2 separate regions of the Mus musculus genome follow, and region 1 is linked to region 2. A link is a contact called in public Hi-C data. All regions are on one chromosome and are shown on one strand. The core of a region is the stretch at or near the end of the contact, and the rest is flanking DNA. Distances in the headings are between cores, read along the strand shown.

Region 1 (6,228 bases), core at 752-3,251, 480 kb after region 2:
ATGGCTCGGATGCCCCTGCTCCCCTGGCACGCACCCCTGCTGCTCCCCTGACACGCCTACTGGTGCCTCCTTACGTTTCTACTAGTCCCTAAACCAGTGCTATCCTCTTCTTTGCCAATCTGTTGAGATGTCAGATATGTCTCCTCTACTCGTTGGTCTTTTCGGTACTTTTAAACCTTTTATCTGGCTTTTTAAAAATAGCAGTCTCTTTTCATACAGATGGCAGAGGACACTAATCCCAGTAATTCCTCATTTCCTATTAACTGACTTCTATGGGGCCACTTGTACTGGTCTCTTGATGTTTTTTCATTCTGCCAGATCCCTTCAGTGACTTGTGGTCCTTTCTATGCGAATAAAAGATGCAGCTGACTGGTATCTGCAACGTCCTTCTCTCTATGGTCTGGCTCTCAGGTAACTCTCTCCAGCACCAGGCCCTTGAGTCAGTCTAACTAATTGATATGTTTGAAAGATATCTGGGCTTTCTGAGTCTTCTCTCAGCCTCTGTGCGGAGGGATCACTGGTCTTAAGTCTTCCCACTACCTTTCTCTGTGGAGTCTATCTTGCTTCTCTAGTCTATTTGGTCAGACTTTCCCACACCGTTCCAGTTCATACATTTTCCCGGTCTCAGCTTTGTGCCTCCGTGGCATTATTTCTACTTGATCTCCTTCATGGACTGGCTTTGAGATTTGGGATGAGAAATGCTTTTTAGCTGACAACCTTCCTGTAGTCTGCTTCTTTCTTTTCTTTCCTTACCCCTTATGTGTCCTCTGGGCTTTGTCAGAAGCCTCTATCAGGGGTAGGAAAAGGGTTCATTATGACCCAGGACACTCCTCCCTTTGAATGTCATTTCCTTCTCTGCCACAGTGAGTGGATGAATCCAGAAAGAATCCTGGAAATGTGCTTGTGAACTTTGCAGTGCTCTGTACGAGGGGAGCCAACTGCGATTAAGTAGTTAAAGGATTAGCAGTTTTTGCAAAGCCTTTTCCTGGAGATCTGAGGAAGAGAAAGAATATAATACCTATAACCAAAGCCTACCACCTTCAACTTTAAAAATATAGATCAGCATCAGTTCCCTAATTCAGTTTGTGCTTCCATCAAACAGATGAAATACGCTTGATAAACTGGATTCACTGCAGAAATTGCAGACTCTATCTAGGCAAGACCTCATTAGTGCTACGTCGGAAGCCGGCAAATCTAGAACTCTCAGAAGACCGTGATCATGTCTGTGAAAACCATGTGCAGAGGAGGGCCTGACATTAATATCTGAGGTTAGGCCTGTTTCGCTTTCTATATAATAACAGCTGACATTGATTGAGTGCAAGCTATGAGCCAGGTACCTGTTTCAAGCACTTTACAGTTAATCACGTTACAGTTACTGCTTTTGAAATCCTCACACTAATTCCTACAGGTCCACTATTGTATTTATTGTCTGATAAGGAAATCGTGGCATAGACACACTTGCCAAAAGATGTTTGAACATCTAAGAAGTAGGGGTGGCAGGCAGACTGGAACCCGGGAGAGCAGATGGGACCCTCCTCTGATTATTGCGCTTACAGTTTCTCGTTTTGCACAGATATATGTCTACTAGAAAATCTTCCTATCTCAGAGTAAAATGTGAGCACACTTACTAAGGGACAGCCACAGAGCTGTAACACACGTAAGGAGACATTGCTGGTAGGGTTTAAAAGGTACTCATGTACCCATGACCCTTATTATCCTTCCAATAGCTACATTCCATCTCTAAATTGAATACAAAGCCCACACAAAATCATTTCTTTGTTTATAGAAAATAGCCCCATTTTTTTTTCTCAACACAATAGTTAACGTTTGTTACGCTCTGACGTGATCCGTGATCTACCGGGCACTCTGCAGACATTATTTCAGGAAAGGCAGCAGTCATGACCTGAGCACTTCTGTCATTGTCCTCTTAGTGATGAGGACATCTGTTTAACATGCTCCAGCTCCTGAGACAGTTAATAGTCCTGTCAGCATTTGCAGCTCAGTCTATCTCCAGACTCCTGTGTTAGACAGGTTTTTAGATGGCTTCTGACCTTTGCTCCCTAGTGTTGCTCCCAGGATTGTGATATATCACATAGTGTGCTGCTTAGTTTTTTGTCAACTTGACACAGGCTAGAGTTATCTGGGAAGAGAGAACCTTAATTGAGGGATTGCCTCCATCAGACTGCCGGTAGGCAAGCCTGTGGGGGCATTTTCTTGATTAATGATTGATGTGGGAGGACCCAGCCCACTATGGGCAGTGCCACCCTTGTGCAGATGGTCCTGGGAGATATAAGAAAGATAGCTGAAAGCAGGCCAGTAAGCAGTTCTCTTCCATGGCCCCTGCGTCTGTTTCTGCTTGAGTTCATTCCCTGACTTCTTTGAATGATGGATTATGACATGGAAGTATAACGTAAATAAACCCATTCCTCCCAACTTGTTTCTGGTTGTGGTGCTTATCACAGTAACAGAGAAGCAAACTGGAAAACATGGAACAGAAATTTCATTAAAAATTTTTTTACACAGTATATTATGATCATGTTCCCCTCTCCCAACTCATCCCGGATCCTCTCCCCCCACCAACTTCTTTATGTTCTCTCTTCTTCAAAAAGAAACAAACAAAAAATTGAAATCAAAATAAAAAAAAACACAAAACATACAAAAATGAAACAAACAAAACGTGGAGTCCATTTTGTGGTAATGGGAACTTTGCAAATGTAAAGGGAGATTTTCCAAGTAGGACAGACGTAATTACACAAGCCCTTCAAACAGTGTTTCCTCTGGTTGTTTGCAAAAGCAATCTCGAAAATGCAGAGTGGGAGAAAAGACTTTATACCACGACTGCCTTAAAGCTGGAGAGAGACTTGTGTGAGGGCAAAGTGAGGACATAGAGGAGGGGATGTGGGCATCCGGCTGGCAGACAACAAGAAGACAGAAATCTCAGACCTATAGCTGTCACCATGGCTCTGGTCTTGTGAGTCCCTGGGGAGAGGCACCCCAGATGAGCCATGCTGAACTTTTGGTCTACAGAGATGTGAGCTGAAAATGGAAGTTGTCTGTAGACATGCAGTCTCAGGGAAAGTCACATGTGAGCCAGTGTCATGCCAGGAAGCTGACATGAAGCCTGAGGCTCTAGAGACCCCATGCCTAGAACCTCCTTCCTTCTCCATGGGACACCTCATGGTTCTCCTTGACTCTGTTCTGATTGCTTTGCTCTCTCTCTCTCTCTCTCTCTCTCTCTCTCTCTCTCTCTCTCTCTCTCTCTCTCTCCCTGTCTCTGTGGTTAGAAATACTCCATTTTTCTTAGCTCAGGATGGGTGAGAATGCTGCACCCCTGCCTAGAGTTTTTCTCCACCCTTTAGAGTGGGCTTCAAAAACTGTTCCTTGTGGAGGTCTTCTGGGATTAGGTGTAGGCTCTCACAAGAGTCTTCATTGTCATATTTAGCTCTTTCGCTATATATAAATAAATTCGTGTGATTTCCCTTTAAGTATATCTATCGGGTCCCCTGAATGGTCAGTTATTTATCCTGTTCACAAGCATTCAAACAACTCTCTCAATATTTACTTTTCTATCTAATCAGTGATTTTTCTCTTTATCACATGCCTTCTCTACCTAGCCTCTGAGTTTGTTGGGGACAGAGAACAAATTTGTTTGTCTCTCTTGCTCCCTGAGTGTGTAGCTCAAGGCCAAAGACAGTGACACTCAGTAACATTTTAATTATGAAAGGAGGGAAGAGAGAGTCATTTCCACTTGGCTTACTTCCACTTACCCTCCCAGTCCCTACCTCATATGGTGTCATCTGTGGATTTATTTGTATTTTTGCTCTATATACCTTTCTCCTAGAGGACCCAAGTTCAGTTCCTAGAGCCCACATCAAGCAGCTCATTATCACCTGTAACTCCATGTCCAAGGGGTCTGACACCCTCTTCTGGTCTCCATCCTCACCAGGCACATAGGTGCACTCATCTATACTAAGGAAACAGGAATAAATCCCATTTAAAACTTAAGGGAACTAGCTGGGCCACCTCACGAGGTGCTCAGATCATCATTCCTCTGTGTGTAGGCTGCCCATCAACTTCTAGACTCATGGATTCTCTTGCCTCTGCCTCCTAATTACCTGGGAAGCTGGAACTACAGGCTTGAGTCCCTGTGTCAGTCATGGGTTTCATTTGTGCTCATTCACCTGTCTAGGAAACCAAAGGGGTGACTGACTATGAAACTGTCTGGGGAAAAGGATCTAAGTTGGTGGAGGTTACAAGATGGTGGAAGAAATAAAGATGGTTGCTGCCAACCCTGACAACCTGCGTTTGATCCATGAGACCTACATGGTAGAAAAAAAAAGAACCTATTCCCAAAAGATGTCCTCTGGCATTGACTCTGGAGCAGTGGCAGAAATGTGTGCAACCCCCCTTGCCCCACCCCCCCACAAACAGCACACAGCACACACACATATAAAATTCTATAAACTATTGCATTATTAGTATACATTAACATATTTGTATATATTAATTAAGGAAAAGTCTCTCTATGTGTACTCTGTGTGTGTACATATGTGTTGTGTGTATATTGAACATGTGGGTACATGATGTGCTCCTGTGTGTGGATGTAGTTCCTCAGGTGCTGTCTACCTTGTTTTTGGAGACAGGGTCTCTCACCCATCTTGGAATGTGCTATCTGTGCTAAGCTGTGGTCAGTAAGCCCCAGGGGCCTGCTTGCCTTTGGCCATTCCAGTGCCGAAGGTTCTAGCACACACCATATACAAGAATTTTTTACATGGCTTCTGGGGATTGAACTTGAGTCCTCATGCCTATGCAACAAGCTCTTTACAGACTGTTTCCTCAGCTCCCATAGAGTCTGAAAGACGAGAATACAAGCAGTAGACTAGGAACCAAGTTTACTGTTCTGATGTGAATGTAGACTGTCCTCCAAAGGGCCATATATCTGAAGCTTGATTCCCAGTGTGCAATGGGGTAAAGCATCTAAGAGATGGAACCCAATGGAAGGTGTTTAGGTTACTGAGGGCAGCATGGGTTACAGTTGACTTCCCAGAGTGACTTCTCAAAGTTGTTTTGAAAGAGCAAAACTTTGTCCCATAATCTCTTCCCCTTACACATACAATTTGTTCTGAAGTGACAGAGCAGAGAAAAGACCTTCAACAGAGGTCAAGCCAATAAGCCACTTGAAACTGAGGCTTCAGTCTCTGAAACTAAATTAAAGGATTGAAATAAGCTTCCATTGATTTATTTGCTTGATATTCATTTAATTGTCTTTTAATCCAAGGTCTAATTATTAGCCCAGGCTTGCCTTGAAAATCCACCTGCCTCTTCTTCTTTAGTGCTAGAATTATAGAAATGGCCCACCAAATTCTGCTACCTTCTTTCTTTATTAATACCTAGGTTTAGGTATTTTGTCATTGCAATGGAAAACTGACTAAAAAAGAAACCAAAGTTCTGCTGAGCTGGAACCACTATTAACTTCTCCTTATTTGTTTGTCCAATTAGAGATTGAAAGTAGACACATATAAGGATATTATTTAATTTCCCTAAATTATGCATCTATGACTGGTGATTTCTGCAATATTATTTTGGGGTTATTTATAGAAGTGATTTATAAGTGATTCTTAAAGTCTGTAAGATTCATACATTTTATAAATATACTTTGCTTAGTTAGTCATAGGGTAGGAAGATGTAATGGTAGCATTTAGGTGAACTTTTATTAAACAGCGCTGCTTTTCCTCAGTCTGTACCAGCAAATTGTCATCAGGACTCATTAAAACAGTATCCCATTATCAATTAATAGTAATAGTAAAATACTGATTAATATTAAATGAGCTAAAATAAATAATAAGTTGAAAAGAAAATATACTAATTTCTTTATATTGTTATTGAAGGGTATGAGTATTATGCCTACATGTATATATCTGTGTGCCACATGTATGCCTGGTACCTGCAGAAGGCAGAGGGCATCAGATGCCCTGGAACTAGGGTTATAGACAGCTCGGCGTGTGGTGCTGGGAACTGAACCCACTTCATTGGAGGACCAGTCAGTATTCTTAACTGTTCAACTGTCTCTTCAGCCTCCTCTTAAAAATTTGTTAATCTGTTTTATTTATGTTTGCTTGTATTTGCTTGTGTGAGTTTATGTACAGGACCTGCGTGCAGGAGCCTGCAGAGGCTAGAAGAGGCTGTGCCCCTGGAAGTGGAGTTACAGACAGTTGTGAGGTATCAGGG
Region 2 (7,194 bases), core at 3,893-6,392:
AGAGCAGCAATATAGAGAACGCTAAGAGGGCCGAATGTTTGCAAACAAATGTTCATTATTCTGGTTCAATTATTCACAAACATACTGTACAGAGTTTTGTACATTATAAAATGAAGGGACACGTTTGTTCAGTTTAACATGACAACAAAGCAAAGCAGCTAAGGGTTGGGAGAATCAAAGGGACAGGGAAACAGAAACAGTTACTACTAATTCCTCAGCTTTTACCGTAAACATTTGGCATTTAACAGACATTGTGTGTGACAGCTTCTTCTGCCCTGCAAATGCTTTTGGACTTTCCTCAAGGTGGGATAAATGAAGAAGCAAGCCGAACCATGGCTTCCTCAGAAGGAGACAAAGATAAAGCTTTAGGAACACCTAGCTTATCGCTAATAGTCTACTGCTAAAAAATTCTGAAAAACAGAAAATATCCGGAACCCCCAAATGAATGATCCTTAATTTTGGAAAAAAAAAACAAAACAAATAAATACTGTGAGGTACAATAAGTCACACAGGAATAATAACAGAAACATATCGACAGCTTCCTTTGGCAAATGTAACGGAAGTGAATGCTGATGTGAACACAGAAAAAAATTTTACAAAACATGAAAAATGGAAATGATATGAAAAACTGAAACAAAGGGTGTTTCTAAGTTTTACACGGATGGGAGAAATGTTTGAGGCCATGAAATGAAGAAAAAAAAATACATTCTCTTTCTATTATGTAGGTTGACACAATATTAGTGTTTACTCCCCACTTCCCCACCCCCCCACCCAAAGGAAAAAAAAAAGACAATAAAACAAACGCAGTCCACAAGCACACCCCAGCAGTTCTGGCTACCTATGAGGTTGAGTAAATATCCTCACTTAGTCAGTATGCTGTGGTAGCTGAGGCTGCTGATGTGGTTAACCAGCTCAGGCAACATGTGTAAACATCAGAAACAAAACAAAACAAGAAGGTTCAGAGCAGTGTCCCCCACCCACCCTTGTCCTCACTCTCCACTGCTTGGTTTCAGGCTTGCTCTCATTTCTCTCTGACAAATTTGCATGGGGAAAAACACAAAACACTACTACGCAGGGAGACCCTGTCTTCTGCCCCTGGAGAAGGGGGCTGCTCAGCTCAAGGTCAGCACAGGCATTCAGAGCTTCCATGAAGAACTGCTGGGAACTTTGATTTCCTCTATTAAGCAGGCCTGACTGGCAGTGCTACTGTGACAAACAAGAGACCAATCAGCTCGGACTTTCTTTCTTTTCAAAGGATAAGGGTTGGGGCCTTGGAAGTGAGTCCAGTCTCCTACTGTAGGCAGCTTTGTTCCTTTAGTGAGCAATCTGGGCTACTGTGCCCGAAATATTATCCTGCCTCTACCAAAGGAACACCTTGGCTTTTTCACACCGCGGTATTTTGTTTTCTGGGACTTAACGTGTATAGAGGAAGGATGTAATGTTGATTCTAATAACATTCGGCACTCAAAAGGATCACCGTGTGTGCGTGTGCGTGTGTGTGTTTAAGCGGTTTTCTGGTGGCCAAAGAATTGGCATGTGGTTATGTTGAGTGACTAATTGTATTTTCTTTTCTGAAAACTTGTGCAAAGTTGGCAGTTTTGTGTTAACACTAATACTCTTTTTGTTGGGCATTTGTGCCCTTTACTGACCAGACCATTTTCATACAGTGGGTTGTTTTTTAAAAGAAAGATGCTCCTTGAAGTATGGCGGTAGTTTCTGGGTAAAAGGAAGCCTGGGTATTACACATCCCCTTTAGCGTACGAACAAAGTGCATGATGGGATTTACGTACTGGTACAGGACATTTTTAAGAAATCAGACCTGTGCTGTGAAGCATGCCAGCACAGCTTTACCACTACATCTAACAGGTTAGGAAAAACAAGACCATGTTTTGTTTTTTGTTTTTTTGTTGTTTTTTTTTTTAAAGAAAATGTGCATTAATGCTAACAAAAATGAATAGAACTAGCCAGCAAACTATTTATTTCCTGCATATCTAACAGCTGGATGTAACTGCCAAAATTAAAGGAGAGTTAAAGAACCATCAATACAATTGCTTTACATCATTGGCCTCTCAAGGCTAAATATTTACAGGTGAATCTGCCATGCTTTAACTAAAGACTCTCTCAAAACCCTAAAGTTCACAAAAGACAACTGTAAGAAGTTCCTTTTTGTTTCTTTTCTCTTTTTTCCCCTTTTATTTATTTATTGTTTTTGCAGGCAACAGTCATAGGTACAACAAAATGTCTCTTTGGAGAAGACCAAGAATTATCCTATCAAAATTGGGGTTAGTTGCACACTTTGTGTGTTATGTTGTGTTTGTGTGTGTGTGTGTGTGTGTGTGTGTGTGCTGAAAAGGGCACTCTTGTTTTTACCCCAAGTAAAAGATCCACCCTCTCCCAAAACTATAAAGGAAAAAGAAAAAAATTTCAAAAGCACCTAGTATTTATCATTTTTATCTAAAGAAAAGAAAGTATGTGTGTGCACAAGTGTAGACACAGAGGCACACATATGTACACACACATATGTGCCCCACTGCGGAAGCACACACTGGCTATGGCAGTTCAAACATGTAGGCCATCTGGTGAGAGCTGGCATTTGGAGTGTCCGTTCTGGGACTAATCTATTGAAGTGAAGGGAATGTTTTTGTGAAGATTGGGGTTCTGGCTGTGCCTGTTTCGGCTTCGCACAGAGGAGAACATCATGTTACAGCCGGGGACTTTGCACTTATGCATCTCTCGCAAATGCACAGTTTTGTAGTGGACCCGCAGGGTCCCCTTGTTGCTGTACATTTTGTGGCAAATGTTGCACATGATCCCACCATTGCTCCCAGACAAACTGCTGAACATAAGAGATCCTGAAACTTCAGCCCCGAGGCTGCCGGGGAGGGTGGGGGCCTCGGCCTTGTGAGTGGATTCCCCACTGTCACTCGCGCCATCGATGTCGTCGAGAAGAATCCCCTCATCGCTGCCTGCATCGGACTCTCTGGAGGAATGGACACTGCTGCTGGACTGGAGGCTGGAGGTGGTACTCAGGTCAAGGACCATGTAGTCCTCTGCCATGCCTCTCCCGTACCCATTCAGGTGGGAGTCTTCAGTCCCTGCGGGAGAGGAGGCATCTTCCCTGCCATCGAGCCCCAGAGGGTGCTGGGCACCATAGATCTTCATCAAAAATTCATCCCGGAGGTCCTTGCTAAGGGAGGGCTGCGATGAGTCCAGGCTCATGTCATCCAGTTCTTTGGTCAACAGTTTACGATGCAGGTTTATATTGGCACTGTGTCTAGGAAAACAAGAGGGGAGGGGGGAGGCGCACAGGGAGTGGGGAGGGGGGAGAAAAAGGAGGGCATTTTAAAATTGATTCAACTTTCATTAAGCACCAAATAAGCACATTCATTCCTAATTACACCATCAGAAAAGCAAGCATTCCCCTCCATCCTCAGGATCTGGGAGTGAGTGCAGGTGGGAGGAGCGAAAGGGGGACTTTCCATTAACGTAGTAATTTTTATGAATAAGTTCTTCGAGAGAGAGCGCAGGATGAAGGCAAACCCCGGCACTCTTTTCTCAATGGCTGTTCCTGTTAGTGTGTCAGCCACAGAGGACCTCGCAGCAGACAGCTTATACATTAAATAAGAGCAGGAGAATAAACATGAAACAGGGTAAAAGAATGGAAATTCTCTCCTCGTCTCAATGGAACAGTCTAAATGTACTTAAAATCGGAAAAGAACAGCAAATAAACTGTTCCTGGTGCAGCAAATACTGTGTAAAAAGATGAGCATTTTCAAAACGTAAATGGTGTACGTAATTTAGGTTTAACTTTAAAAAAAAATTTTCCTCCTCACTCTCCTGTATTTCATGTTTATAGTTAAAAAAAAAAGTCTTAGCAAATTAGTGACTTCAAATAGTTAAGAGATCCTTTCTTGAACCTATCTGGAATTCCAGTCAAATCTAATAGTAAAATACATTTATTTTTTCAAAAGTTACTACATTTTATAGTATTGAACTGTCTTCATAAAATAATGCTATTTCAAGGTTTAATTCTTTAAAGCATAAGCTGCTATTTTCTAAAATATCCGGCCCCTACCTCCCCCCATAAAAAATCCAAAAGGATAAAATTAATGCACAGTAAATTAAAAAAATTCAAACACAATGACATATATTCCCTTTATTTGACAAATAGAACCCTTGCTTTGACAAGCAAAACCTCACCGAAAGCTTTGCTTGTGTTTAAAAGGGTGAGATTCATTCCCAGAGCATCTATAGGGATCTCACTTGAAAAGTCCATGTCACTGTTTATCTGAAAACATTGCCTTGTATTTACATCCCCCGTTGACTTTTAAAGCGCCCTTGGGCATATACCTCTCTCCACCTGCAAATGCTCAGATATTTGCCAAGTCCCTAAATTGAAAGCTACCCTCCAAAAAATAAAGTGATATAGAAACAGGAAATAAAACTTGCCAGCGTCAGAAGCTGGCATCTTAGAGAAGTTAATTGTGATAGTAGAAATGACCTAAACGGCCAGCATTAACTTCATGAGACCTCCTACTTATAATGAAAAGCCACTTCAATTGGCACCAAGTATAGCTAACATTTCCTAGAGATGTGTGAGAGGTATGTGCCTCCAGGACCAGAAAGGAGGGAGAGGTGTCCCACCTTTCCACATGAGACAATCAGCACTCTGGGTGGAGGGGGCAGAGGGGGGCAGCCCTCTCCACGCTGCACTTGGGAAGGCTGAGCTTACCTTGTGACAATAAGATCAGCTTTCTAATCTTTTGCTAAATCGATCACAAAAGAAAGCAAGAATGAGAGACAGAGAGAGAGAGAGAGAAAGAGAGAGAGAGAGAGGGAGAAAGAGAGAGAGAAAACAAATTCACATTCTAGGCATCCGGTTTTAAAAAACTTAAACAATAAAATAGGGATTTAAATTGTCTGATCTCAAAATTATTTTCTGTCATAAGTGATCATCTGTATGTTGTCTTGATTTTCAGATCACCTGAATATTCCAAAAACCATAAATCAAATGAGCTAAAACCGAATTTACAGCATCAGCATCATCCATAAATGAGTTCCAAACAGATGCATGCAGTGTGCGGATGTATGAATGTAGATAAACAGATGTTGTCACCACAGTCCTGTTCTGACATTCACCCTCTCTTCCCCTAACACCCCCCTGCCACTTGTCCCTGGTGTCAGGTGACTCAAGTGTACACTGCTAAGCAGAGTGCAGAAAGTGCCTACCATGAAGTTCTTAGAATGTCATGCGGGGGAGACACATACCACCAGGGCTTAACAAGAAGGAACGTGGAGATAGTTAAAATGTGTATCGCTCCTCTATTGATAAAACAGTCTGCCAACTGTAAGCAGCTCATGAAACCCTATCGTCACTCATTACTTTTAACACCCACCCTTTCCGAGTTTCATAAGCACACATCTGACTGCAGTCTAGACCTCTGTGCTGTTGCTCACACATCCGCAGTCACTGCACTTCCTAGGTTCGCTGCTGAGAAAACAGCAGCCAGACACACAAAAGTTGCATCAAGACAGACTGAATAGGAAAGAATAAATTAACATTGACAAGAGGGTATGCTGATCACCCAGAGGGACACCTCTGCCATAAGATGACTTGTGAATTTACACATCTCCACTGATATGTTACCAGGAAGAGATTTTTCTCTTCATTTCTCACATGCAGCACAAGAGGACTGTAATCTAATTAGATGATGTACCAGCCCTCAATATCTGTCAACCAAACGATGTGCAGAAATGTGGAGACCAGCTCTGGCACTCGGTGCAACAGTGTCCCTTTTCCGCTGTCAGCAGTACTGTTGGCCTCTGCTAATATAATTACATTGACTTTTATTCAATTAAGTGCCATCTCTCGCTTACAAAAAAAAAGCTACTTTATCAATTGATTCAGGTGTAATGTAATAATAAAGATGAACTCATGGCAGTGCATTAACTTTGCTGTTCATAACTTCAGTGCATGGGTTCATTCACAGCAGTCGATTTCCATTATGCAACCACAGTTCAAGAGAATTGATTCTTTTATGTTCACTTCTTAATCTATTTCATTTTTGTTTAATAATCTTCCCAAATGCCATATGCAAAACACATGGATGGGGTGAGGAGAATGGGCTGGGGGAAGCCTGCTGGTTTAGCCCCATGCCTTGGACTTGGGAGTCTTTGCCATGCTATTGCTGGGGTTGGAAGAAGAGCAGGAAAGTGGGCTGACCAAGGTTCCTAGCAGGAACTGGTCCTGTTCCTCAGGTTAGCGTTCTCACTCTACCAAATGGACCGCTTGGCTTTAACAAAGACCTATTGTCAGACCCTCTAATCGGTCAGTTCAAACCACTGACTGTCATAAAAAATACCGTCCTCGTGAGATTCAAAGACCCGGGGTTAATAGCCATTTGAAGAATATTACAAGTTTAATTGGATCAGCAAAACTGAAGAGGTAAAAAGAAGGAAGACAGAAAGAACTCACTACTGACAATCAGATGCTGAGAGAAAAGAAGCCCAAAGACAGGAGGGAGGGCACAGCTTGCTGCAAATAGGAAGAGCCCAGCACAAGGATCCATTATCCAAGGATAATGCTTGGTTTTGAAAAGAAAGGAATCCAGTGTTCCAAACATTTACCTTAAGAGAAGACTTAAATTTTGTCAACATTTAGACTAAGAGCATGAAGAATATAAGAAGCTGCCTCTGCCTGCCTTGAGTAAGCAGGTGATAGATACAGCTATGAAGAAGATTATCCGCACATACAAAAAAAAAAAGGAATGAGATTTAAAAAAATCATGGGTACAAAGGGCTTCATACACTGGCCTAAGATTTAGCCCATACTTTCAAAAATACAGATACGTTGTAAGTCAGCCCATCAGAGAACAGGAGAACAAGTGGAAGCCTTGAAAAACAGGTCGCATCCAATCAGTAAGACATACAAGTCTGGCACGAGGTTTCCCCAACCCAGCGCAGAAGAGAGTCATGAGACAGAAGCATTTTTCCCGTGTTTGTGTAATGACGATAGTGACAGAGCAAAAGTGGACACTCTAGTAAAGTTCAAGGCACACCACAGAACGTAGGCTCAAAATACTCATCTACCCTGGGCTACACACAGAGTTACAAATGTTCTCTGAGTTTCTGCCTTCAACATCAAATCTGCCAAAACTTACACCCAGAAAAGTCAAAATGTAGTAAGGTTTTAGA

Evidence for each region. A called contact is a pair of places that touch in the nucleus more often than the background predicts.
Region 1: a contact with region 2 is called in a Hi-C map of the N1E-115 cell line, with 5 times the contacts expected there. The contact joins two enhancer-like sites. A contact is called at or near these places in 1 of 484 Hi-C or Micro-C datasets (the N1E-115 cell line) and 1 of 9 other capture datasets (embryonic stem cells).

What each region holds. Positions count from the first base shown.
Region 1 is chr4:84,759,575-84,765,802 of GRCm38.p6, forward strand. No RefSeq gene overlaps it. Among named protein-coding and RNA genes, the nearest start is that of Gm12415, 21 kb to the left of the region's middle. Within about 2 kb of position 2,002, at least 3 of the 459 cell types and tissues checked have an H3K27ac peak or open chromatin away from gene starts, as enhancers often do. A contact at or near this core is called in the N1E-115 cell line, where this site is marked.
Region 2 is chr4:84,273,174-84,280,367 of GRCm38.p6, forward strand. It overlaps Bnc2 (basonuclin 2), which reads right to left. Exons shown (of 7, transcript NM_001369083.1): 7 at 1-3,274. The coding sequence ends at 2,614. Among named protein-coding and RNA genes, the nearest start is that of Gm33597, 56 kb to the left of the region's middle. Within about 2 kb of position 5,143, at least 4 of the 459 cell types and tissues checked have an H3K27ac peak or open chromatin away from gene starts, as enhancers often do. A contact at or near this core is called in the N1E-115 cell line, where this site is marked.